Regions from separate parts of the Zea mays genome. Here region 1 is linked to region 2. Evidence: chromatin contacts called from public Hi-C data. All regions are on one chromosome and are shown on one strand. Each heading gives the region's core, a stretch centred on a gene start, on an enhancer-like site or on the middle of the called end of the contact. The rest is flanking DNA. Distances are from core to core; before and after follow the strand shown. Region 1 holds the start of LOC100381796. Region 2 has its middle 20 kb from the start of LOC118476680.

The links. A called contact is a pair of places that touch in the nucleus more often than the background predicts.
Region 1: a contact with region 2 is called in a Hi-C map of tassel, with 3 times the contacts expected there. The contact joins the promoter of LOC100381796 here to the enhancer-like site in region 2. A contact is called at or near these places in 3 of 25 Hi-C or Micro-C datasets (ear, endosperm and tassel).

Annotation. Positions count from the first base shown.
Region 1 is chr3:91,029,731-91,034,687 of Zm-B73-REFERENCE-NAM-5.0, forward strand. LOC100381796 reads left to right here and starts at 1,585. Exons shown (of 5, transcript NM_001174593.1): 1 at 1,585-1,960; 2 at 2,783-2,916; 3 at 3,417-3,844; 4 at 3,962-4,093; 5 at 4,203-4,956. The coding sequence starts at 1,614. The coding sequence ends at 4,688.
Region 2 is chr3:90,769,435-90,774,491 of Zm-B73-REFERENCE-NAM-5.0, forward strand. No RefSeq gene overlaps it. Among protein-coding and RNA genes, the nearest start is that of LOC118476680, 20 kb to the right of the region's middle. Within about 2 kb of position 2,472, at least 18 of the 20 cell types and tissues checked have an H3K27ac peak or open chromatin away from gene starts, as enhancers often do. A contact at or near this core is called in ear, endosperm and tassel, where this site is marked.

The sequences.
Region 1 (4,957 bases), core at 335-2,834, 260 kb after region 2:
CTTATTTATATATTCAGCTCTTAAGGTTCTCTCGTTGTAGTGCAAAGCTAAGTTTTAACTAGATGAGCTACGTAGGCCTTCAGGCCCAAGACTGGTTTCTCAACGCATCCGACTGCTCAGCTCCCCACGACGGCGGACGCACACGGGACACGCCAGGACATGACATAACACGCGCTGGCTACAGTATACAGTCGCGCTCCCCTCTCTCTCACCTCGCACTACACGTGCAGCATTTACTTCATTGGCCGAATTTGCTCACACATCATTCACCGTGTGGGTTTCTGTACCGCCCCCAGGCCTCCACTGCCTCTTTGCTCGCAAGGCGCCGCCCGAGTGTTTTTTTCTACCGGCTCCTGCCTCTGTGCTGTGAGTTGCAGCGCGGCATGGGCGCCGGACATGACTCCTTCCTGGTTCTTTGACGTGCTCGCCGTTGCATGGTCGTGTACCGTCATCGGTCGCCCGTTCATCCAGGCCTCGGCGCCGTACGCCCCTCTCGTTTCGTGCAGAGAAGAGCAAGCGCACCGCTGCCGACACTACAGTGCGCATCCGTCCTAGCCGCCGGCCAAGGTCGAGCGAAGCAGCCGCCTTTCCCTTAGACTGTCTGCAGCGGCTCACGCTGCTGCTCCCCCTCCCCTCGCGTAGAGGCAACAGGTAGCCTCTAAACGCTGCAGCGCTGCCCCTACGGTGCTCTCCACGACGCAGCGCACACGCTCACCTCTTCTCTCTCCCGCTGGATGCAGCGCGCACTCGTCTACTCTTCCTTGTACTGTGCTGTGGGTCCGGTTCTAATTGTTAGTACAAGAAAAATTGATAGTGGATAAAAAGTAGTATATGAAATAATATTTTATGGTTGTAGTGAGATATAGGGGGAGAAAATAGAGGGAACCGCTGCGGTAGATGAAATAATAGAGGATGAAATGTTGATGATGTGACGCAAAAAAAGTGTTATAGGGGAGAAAATTTAAGGGTAACCGCTGCGGACAGTCTTATGCACGTCAACCGACCAACACCCGCCACTGTGGCCACGAAAGCATCATGCACAGCGGCAGTGCAGCGACTCTTCTCACGAGGCCCAGCGTTGAACGACGATGAGAGGGCAGTGGCGGTATGGTATGGTAAAAGTCATTGAACCACCGAATGTTGAAGACGACGATAGATTAGATATTTTCTCCACCTTCTCCAAAATCGACCTTCTCCAAAATCGATCTATTCTCCCTTCTCAGTTCCGAAGGTGATTTGAATTCCAAACTAGATCTAAAACTGGAAAATAAATAAATAAAATATTCTGTATAATGTTTTTTAACAAAGAACCAAAAAGTTATAATAGTATGTAGCAAATTTCGAAATTGACAGTGTAAACTGCCAATTGCATGTTTCTCAAAAATCCCACAATTCATTTCACTTATCAGTCGCGTCGCGTCGCGTCGCGTCTCTCTCTCTCTTCCCCGACACGGAAGTCACTGTCCTCCGCGGCCCCACCCCGCCCCACCGCCACACACAACACACCGCACACTCCCCTGCGCCACCTTTTCTTCCACAGCTTCCAACGCCAGCCCGAGCTCCCATTCCAAAACATCACTCCCTCGCGAACCCCAAGAACTGCAGCGACGGCAATGGCGATGGCGGCGGAGGGCGCGGCGAGCGAGCCAGAGCTGGTGTCGATCCCGGCGACGCCGCACGGTCTGTCGACGCCGGAGGGCGCGGCCACGCCGACCGGAGCGGGCGGGGGCGGCGGCGGCAGGAGCAAGGGCTCCGGGACCCCAGGGCGTCGCGTGGTGGAGGGCCTGCGCGGGTACCTGGAGGACGTGGGCCACCTCACGCGCCTCGACCCGCGCGACGCCTGGCTGCCCGTCACCGAGAGCCGCGGCGGCAACGCCCGCTACGCCGCTTTCCACTCCCTCAACGCCGGCCTCGGCTTCCAGGCACTTCTCCTCCCGCTCGCCTTCCCGGACCTCGGCTGGTAAGAAAGCAGTCCACTGCTCCTGCTCGCCTCCATTCTCCGTTGCTTATTTCAAGTTAGCGTTGCTGCTGCTGCCATGCTTTCTCTGCTTTTGTTAATGGCGCCTTCTTTCTGAGGAGTGACTGGGTGATGTTGGTTGCTGTGTTTCAAGCTTTATTTTCCACTTCTTATTCACTTGCCTTGACCACGCCTGCCCGTGGGCCGTGTCAATGCCATTCGACTTGGTCGTGGGCGCCGGCACAAACCATTTTGATTGCTGAATTTGGGTGAGATGGCCCAGTCCTCACTCCACATCTGTCCAAAATACCAAACATAGAGACCTATTAGTAAGATCCATCTGGGGACATGAGTTTTCTTAACTCCCTATGATTAAGTCTGTTAATTTCAAGAAGGAAGACCGCAAGTAAAAGATCTTGAGGAGCAAGTTTGCTAATGTCTTTTTCTCAAATTTATTGTCTGGTAAACGTTTGCTACATTCAGTTATAATTCAGGTTGGTACTATTGCAGGCTTCATTTCATATGTTCATGAACTACTTTGGTTTCGTATTTTTTTCCTTCTCTGATTTGAAGTTTGTTGAATTGTTGTAATCATAGCATGTGTAACTTAGAACAAATAAAATGCAACTAATTGGTAAATTGTACTTTCTTTATCGCAACTGAAAAAGGGGAAAAAATCTTGTTCTCATTTTTTACCATTTGTTGTGGCTTCCAGTTGGGACTGGGTTTCAACCTTCTCAGCCAATGAAGTCTTCAATGAATTATTGTGGCTGAAGTTTAGAACCGTTTCTGACATATCACTGTTTATGACTGTTTGGACTGCAGGAGCTGGGGGATAATTTCATTGACTATTGCTTATTTCTGGCAACTGTACACACTGTGGATCCTAGTGAAGCTTCATGAGGCTGTGCCAGGCAGGAGGTACAACAGATATGTTGAGCTTGCACAGGCAGCATTTGGTGAGACATTCTCTCAACTATTTTTGCCAGTTCATGACAATTACTACTGATTCCTGGATCCATGAATGCCACTGACATGTCTTCAGTATATGAATGGGTAATCACTGTATGTCGCCACTGCCCAACTATTCTATTGACAGTTCTTGCTGCTTCCAAATAAGAGGTGGAGCGTGACTGATGGGGGTAGTGCCAGGCTAATCTAGGAATGCTCTTTTGTTTTCTTCGCATTTGGATCATGATCCACAGCTGCTTCTCTGTCAGATAACATATCGCTTTCATGTCATGCATTACAGAACGGCAGAAATATGTTACCTTTTGCTACCACCTTCTTATCAAACTATCCCTTTATCTACATGGAATTATTATTGCCTTCTGGTTGCACCAAACTGAGACATGCAATGTGGCTTTTGTCTATTTCATCGATAGCTACACCTACAAGTCACATGACGGAAAAGGATTTCCACCAATTATATACTCACAAATATATATTGTTCATCCAGGAGAAAAAATGGGAATGTGGCTGGCTCTTTTCCCAACTATTTATCTCTCGGCAGGCACTGCAACTGCACTGATCCTTGTTGGAGGGGAGACCATGAAGCTGTTCTTCCAAATAGTGTGTGGCCCACTCTGCTCGCCGAATCCCATTACGACAGTCGAGTGGTACTTGGTGTTCACATCCTTGGCAGTTATTCTTTCCCAGCTTCCGAATCTCAATTCAATCGCTGGTCTTTCACTCATCGGTGGGGCGACTGCGATAATGTACTGTACCATGTCATGGGTTCTCTCTGTCAGCCAACCGCGGCCACCGACAGTATCTTATGACCCAGTGACATCCAATTCTTTCGGTTTATCCCTATTCTCAATCTTGAATGCCCTCGGGATAATAGCGTTTGCCTTCAGAGGGCACAATCTTGCTCTGGAAATACAGGTCAGTATAATTTATCTTTGATCAATCATTGGCTCGGAGCCTCTCTTTCTGTCATCAGTGACATCATTTGGTAACTTCATGTGTTCATGTGTGTGCTTTGTCATTGAGATTTTGCAGGCAACAATGCCATCGACTTTCAAACATCCAGCACATGTGCCAATGTGGCGTGGGGCCAAAGTAGCGTATCTCCTGATTGCAATGTGCCTCTTCCCCGTTGCAGTTGGAGGCTACTGGGCCTACGGAAACATGGCAAGTACTTCATGATGCTTGCTTAGCTCATCGGTCTGACCATGACTTAATTATGATGCACCTAACGATCCCTGGACCCTTGTGCTCATACTCTTGCCATACCCTGCAGGTGCCACCAGGAGGGATGCTGGCGGCACTCTACGCCTTCCACAGCCATGACATCTCGCAGGGCGTTCTCGCGACGACATGCCTCCTCGTCGTGCTCAACTGCCTCAGCAGCTTCCAAATTTACTCCATGCCGGTGTTTGACAGCTTTGAGGCCTACTACACCGGCCGCACCAACCGCCCGTGCTCGGCATGGGTACGGTCAGGGTTCAGGGTCTTCTACGGGTTCCTCTCGCTGTTCATCAGTGTGGCCCTGCCATTTCTCTCCAGCCTTGCCGGGCTGCTGGGCGGGCTCACCCTGCCTGTGACCTTCGCCTACCCGTGCTTTATGTGGATCTGCGTCAAGAAGCCCGAGAGGTTCAGCTTCAGCTGGTACCTCAACTGGGGCCTTGGTCTGCTCGGCACAGCGTTCAGTCTGGCGTTCTCGCTGGGTGGCGTCTGGAGCATAGTTAACAATGGGATGAAGCTCAAGTTCTTCAAGCCTAACTAGGTACATAGATTGCTCGCTTGCTCCAATCTGCATGCAAGTTATTAGAAGAAATTAGTCGTGGAACTGAATGTTACATATTACTACTACATAATTATGCTGTATGACGACTCCTACATTGGCTTGGTAAGAACAATGGCGTGTATGTAAGTTAATGTCTGAGAAATTCGAAATCTGAGGGGCTTTGCGTATAGAGATATTTCCATGTATTTTAGTATCAGCTGCTAAAATCTCGATTCCTGTATATGGTGGTGGTTGTCTGCTTCAGTGTA
Region 2 (5,057 bases), core at 1,222-3,721:
GCCCACCCGTCAGGGCCCCCTCGTCTTCCTCCCTGGCCACGCCGCCACACCCTCGCGCGCGCCTGGCCAAGCCGCCATGCCGCCGCGACCCATGCCCCTCGACGTCCGCGCCGAGCGCCCTCGGTCGAGCCCGACCCCGCGTTCCCTCCTCTCCCTCGCGTGCCCGGCCGTTTCCCTCTCTCCCTCCCCACGTTCTCCTTAATGACTGTTGGGACGAAGGCGAACACACCACCCTTCGCTCGTCGACTTTGTCCTCGCCTTGCGCAGGCGAAGGCTGGATCCATAGAGCCCGCCGGACAGGCCAAGGGCGCGAACCGGATGGAGGCCTGTTCGACCCCCTTCGCTCACACAAGACAAGATGACGACCCCGCCGAAGTCTACGGGACCTCCCACTTCCTTTCCACGGGGAGAGGCCCATGTACGGTTCGGCCCACAGAGTTGGGGCCCACGTGGACATGCGTGATTTGGGTCGTGTCTATAATAAAGTTTACCGTAATGACTGTCTGTAACCTCCCCTTGTGGGAATATTATGGGGATAAACCAGGTACTCAAGGGTCTAAATGTCTTTGACAGGGACAAGAAGCCCCTCGAGTACCTATAAATACCCCCGTACTATGCCCAGGCACAGGGAGATTAACGTGGCTTTTGACATCCCGTGTTAGCAGCACAAACTCTCTTCCCATTCCCCCGTTGGATCAACCTGTCTAAAAGGGTAGGTTCCAACATTTGGCGCCCACCGTTCGTGTGACGAAAAAACAACCTGCGATGGCCCCCAAGAGAGCAACTTCGAAGGCTACCGCATCCATTGACGACGCGACGAAGGCAGCACTACTGGCGGAGAAGAAAGGCAAGGCCCTCGCGGACACCACCCCCCAAGAGGCCTTCGAAGATAACGCTGTCAATAGCAAGAGACAGCGCCAGGACCACCCCACCCCCGATGGCACTGTACGCACCTGCAGTTCCGAGGGCGCACCACAAGCACCACCACTAGGCTTCGCTCCGCCAGAGGGCGAAGACACCATAGAGGATGGAGAAGTCATCAGCATCTCAGCCGAAGACCAGCTAAAGCTACGAGCTCTACGCATAAAAAACAACCATCTGCAAAAGCAGAAAGAAATCCTCGAAGCCAAGCGCCAACGAGTCACCATGCAAGCCAAGGTGTGTTACATGATACAAGATGAGGAGCAGAGAGCTCAGGAGCTAGAGCAAGAGATCACGCTCATACAAGGCGAAGGCCAATAAAACTTGCAGCGCGGACCCCTCGCACCGCCAACGCCTCTCCAGCAATACATTCAAGCCGGAGACCCATTCCAACCACAACGCGACGCCTTCATTCCACCAGCCGCCGCTTTCCAGGGGATCAACTATCTCGACGAGTGAAGTCCTCTGGCTCTGCAGCTCCAAGCATCACCCTAGCCCGTCAATTTCAGGGCCGGCACCTACCCGAAATACAACAGCAGCACCGACCCAGCTCAGTACATCATGAGCTACCAGGTCGTCGTCGCATCATCCGGAGGGGACGACGCCACCTTGGCCAAGTCCTTCATCATCGCACTCGAAGGCCTGGCCTTAACTTGGTACACCAAGTTACCGCCACTGTCCATCGAGTCCTGGAAAGGGCTTCGCGACAAGTTCCTGCTCAACTTTTGTAAGGCCCAAAATTTGTATAAGAAAAAAAAATAGTAAATTCAGAAATCTCGAATTATACTTGAGTACTGAGAATCGAGGACTGAATTTTGAAAACGAAGAATTATTTTGGAAAAATAGAAAAGTTTTCTATCCAACTAAATAATTATGCATATCATTAAATGATGCACCATGAGCATTTATTTGCATGAATATCAAATTTTGAAGTGACTTTTATTTCTCATCCCACATTCAAAATTTTATTTTTCTAAAAAGAAAGGAATAATATGAGTGTGTTTCATATTTCAAACATTTATCAAACAAATAAATTAATTAGAATAAATAGATATCTATTTGCTTCATAATTGATTTTGAGTATGTATTGAATTTGAATTTTTAAGTCAAAAAGGAATAATGTGTGAATATATTAATGAGATGAGAATTGGGATTTAACCCAAAGATACAATTTAGGAATTGGAAAATGGAAATAGGAAATAATATATATAAAGCAAGAGCGAAAACACTATGCAAAACAAAATAAATTTATAAATAAATAAAACTTATCCATGCTATGTTCAGAGGAATTGAACATATAAATGTGAAGACGAATTTGCCATGAACTTTGAATTTAAAATTGAAAATAAATAAGAAAAGAAATTGAGAAGAAAAGGAAATAAAAAGAAAAAGAAAATAAGAAAATAAGACGCGTCTTGGGCTGAATTCGTCACCCCGCGGCCCACCTCCTTTTCCCTCTCCCCTCTCCTTGGCCCAGGAATACCTCCGCCGGTGCTGACGAGTGGGCCGGTCTCACACGCACTCACTGCCACGCGGGTCCCGTCTGGCAGTCACACACGACGCGCGCGCGGATTGCTCCATGTTGTGGCGATGACGGATGGGCCTGCTAGGACAGCTCTATTGTCTTCCCCTGTTATCCACCTCCGTTCCGCATGGCCAGCCTTCCATTCCGGAATCTGCCGCGATCTGTTCAATGGGATACCCCTCGATCCGAAACCCGCGCTGGCCTGAGTCTATCCTCCGGTGCTATCACTGGCACATGGATCGCGTGCTCAGTTTGTTCATCCCGGCGCGAGTCGTTCTCACGGAACGCCGTACTGGGCGGAGCCGGAGCTCAACTGCCCGCGCCAATCGCGGTTCGGTAGGTAGTAGATTTGGAACCGAGCTCCGCCAGGATTTAAGCGCTGGTCGGGCTTCCTGTTACCTCTCCTGCCTACCCTTGTGCAAAGCCGTCAACACCACCGCGTGTAGGGAGAGATTTGGGGAGGAAAGAGCGCCGCTCGGCCGTTTTCGCACCCACCACCACTAGTGACCTCCGTCCGCATCGACTCTCCTCTAGGTGTTTGGACCCGTGGCTTCATCGTCGGGTCTGAAGTGCACGCGGGGAGTCACTGGGCTTGGGGAGCCGGCCAAACATGGGAAATTTCTCATCGGAGAAGTCCTCCGCCACCGAACCTTGGGGCTGCCGCGGGGCGATTCTCGTGCGCCGCCGCACGGGACGAATTGGGTGGTCTAGACAAACTGCCGCATCATCCCGCGTGTAGGCGTATGTTGGCCGTGCGAAGAGACCCACCCGAAGTGCCCTAATTGCTCGTCGATGTCGGATGTTCCGCCGCCATGCTACTGCTCCCGTGGGCGGCAGCGCCCGCGCTACAGCACCGGGGTAAACACCTACCAATTAGCTCGTAATAATCTCCCCTGCGTATTGAACCTTCCGGTTGGGTAAATGGGGCTCCGGGGCACCAGGCGCGCTGCTCGCCGCCGGTAGCTCCGCCGCGGTACTCGCACGTCTCCACGGCAGGCAAACTGAGGGAAGAAGATCGGGTCCTGGCCATTGGATCTTTTGCCAACGCGTTGGATTAGATGTGAGGGTATCCTTTGCCTACTTTGATGGGTGAGCGTCGATCTGGGATCATGTGGCTCGGTGTGGTGGGGGTGTGGCATATCCTCGGCCCTTGATCACGAATCCAACGCAGCATGTCGTATACCAATTTAGATGTGAGAGGTTTCTAATCCAAACCCTTGATTCGCGATCTGGCGGCTCAGAAAGACCCGTACCCCTTCACCATGCCACTTTTGCGTAAGAGCCCCAGATCTTCACAGTAATCAACCCGCAGTCCTCTCTGGTAGGAATCTGAGTCTAGGGAATTTTTGTAGATCAATCCCTGCACTATTCCGTATTCGATGCGCAGTCAAGTGACCAAGGAAATTGAGAAAAACATTATGGAAAGTGATTTATAGTACAAAAATAATTGTAGGAACTTGTATAATTCATAGAAAATTCAACTAGCTCCTTTTTAATCCATTCTAGTTCCTATAATTTTGTATTAATATTGTTTAATACTTAGTGTATCTGTTTTGTCATGAAAATAATAATAAAATTGATCTCCTAATTAATCTCATATCAAATACATACAAACTTTGGAAATTCATAACTTCTTCGTTTGAACTCCGATTTGATCCGTTCAAGTTGCGTTAGTCCCGTATAAATATTTACTACGTAGTAACAACATTTATTATATCATGTCTCATTCTTTTCTAATTAGATCTTTATTTAATTTATGTGGGATAGTCTTGTTAATCTACTTATCATTATAGTCTACTAGAAGATGATCTATGGTCAATTCATAACCTAGATTAAAGTTGAGATAATTTATTTATAGAATAACCTCTCATATGATTTATATTAACCAATTTATAATATATTTTAATATTTTAATCACATAAATCCTCTATAAAATCATAACTCCTTAACCGTAACTCCGATTGTAGTGGTTCTTGTTCCCACGATCTCGTAGCTTCGCGTAAATTATTATTATTCAGTTTGTACTTATGTTTGGTGTGATGTTAATGTTGTATATACCATGTTTGTTTGTATTGCTACGACTAGCAGTGAGGTCACGAGGATCTGAAGAGTCATCCTGGTACATGGATTCTCAAGTGCCAAACAAGTTGTGCCCTTGATGTATTTGTCGGTGTTTCGGACCCGCGAGGACCCTCAACCGACTAGTGAATTTGACGTTGCGTGTCCCTGCCCAGATGGGTTGATGCAAGATGAAACACAAGAGGGAGGATGGGGCTTATATTATCTTGCACCGGGGTGCTCGTAGTAGGGGTTACAAGCATCGCGAGAGAGAGAGGGTTCGGCCTTGAGGTGAGCCATCAGAGTTAGGCTCCTTCACGTCCGCCCTCCTCCCTCTCTACCTGCCTGCCTCCGGGAAGGCCCTGGACATCCCCTTTTATAGATACAAGGAGATGGTCCAGCTGTACATGGGGGTGTAGCTATGTGCTAACATGGCCGGTGGAGAAGTACTTGAGCCCTGTAGAAGCGCAGCTGGCGGTGCGACCTGGGTCCTGCTGACGTTTCCTTGCATTCGTAGAGAGCTGAGAACAATCGACGTCATGGACGCATGCAG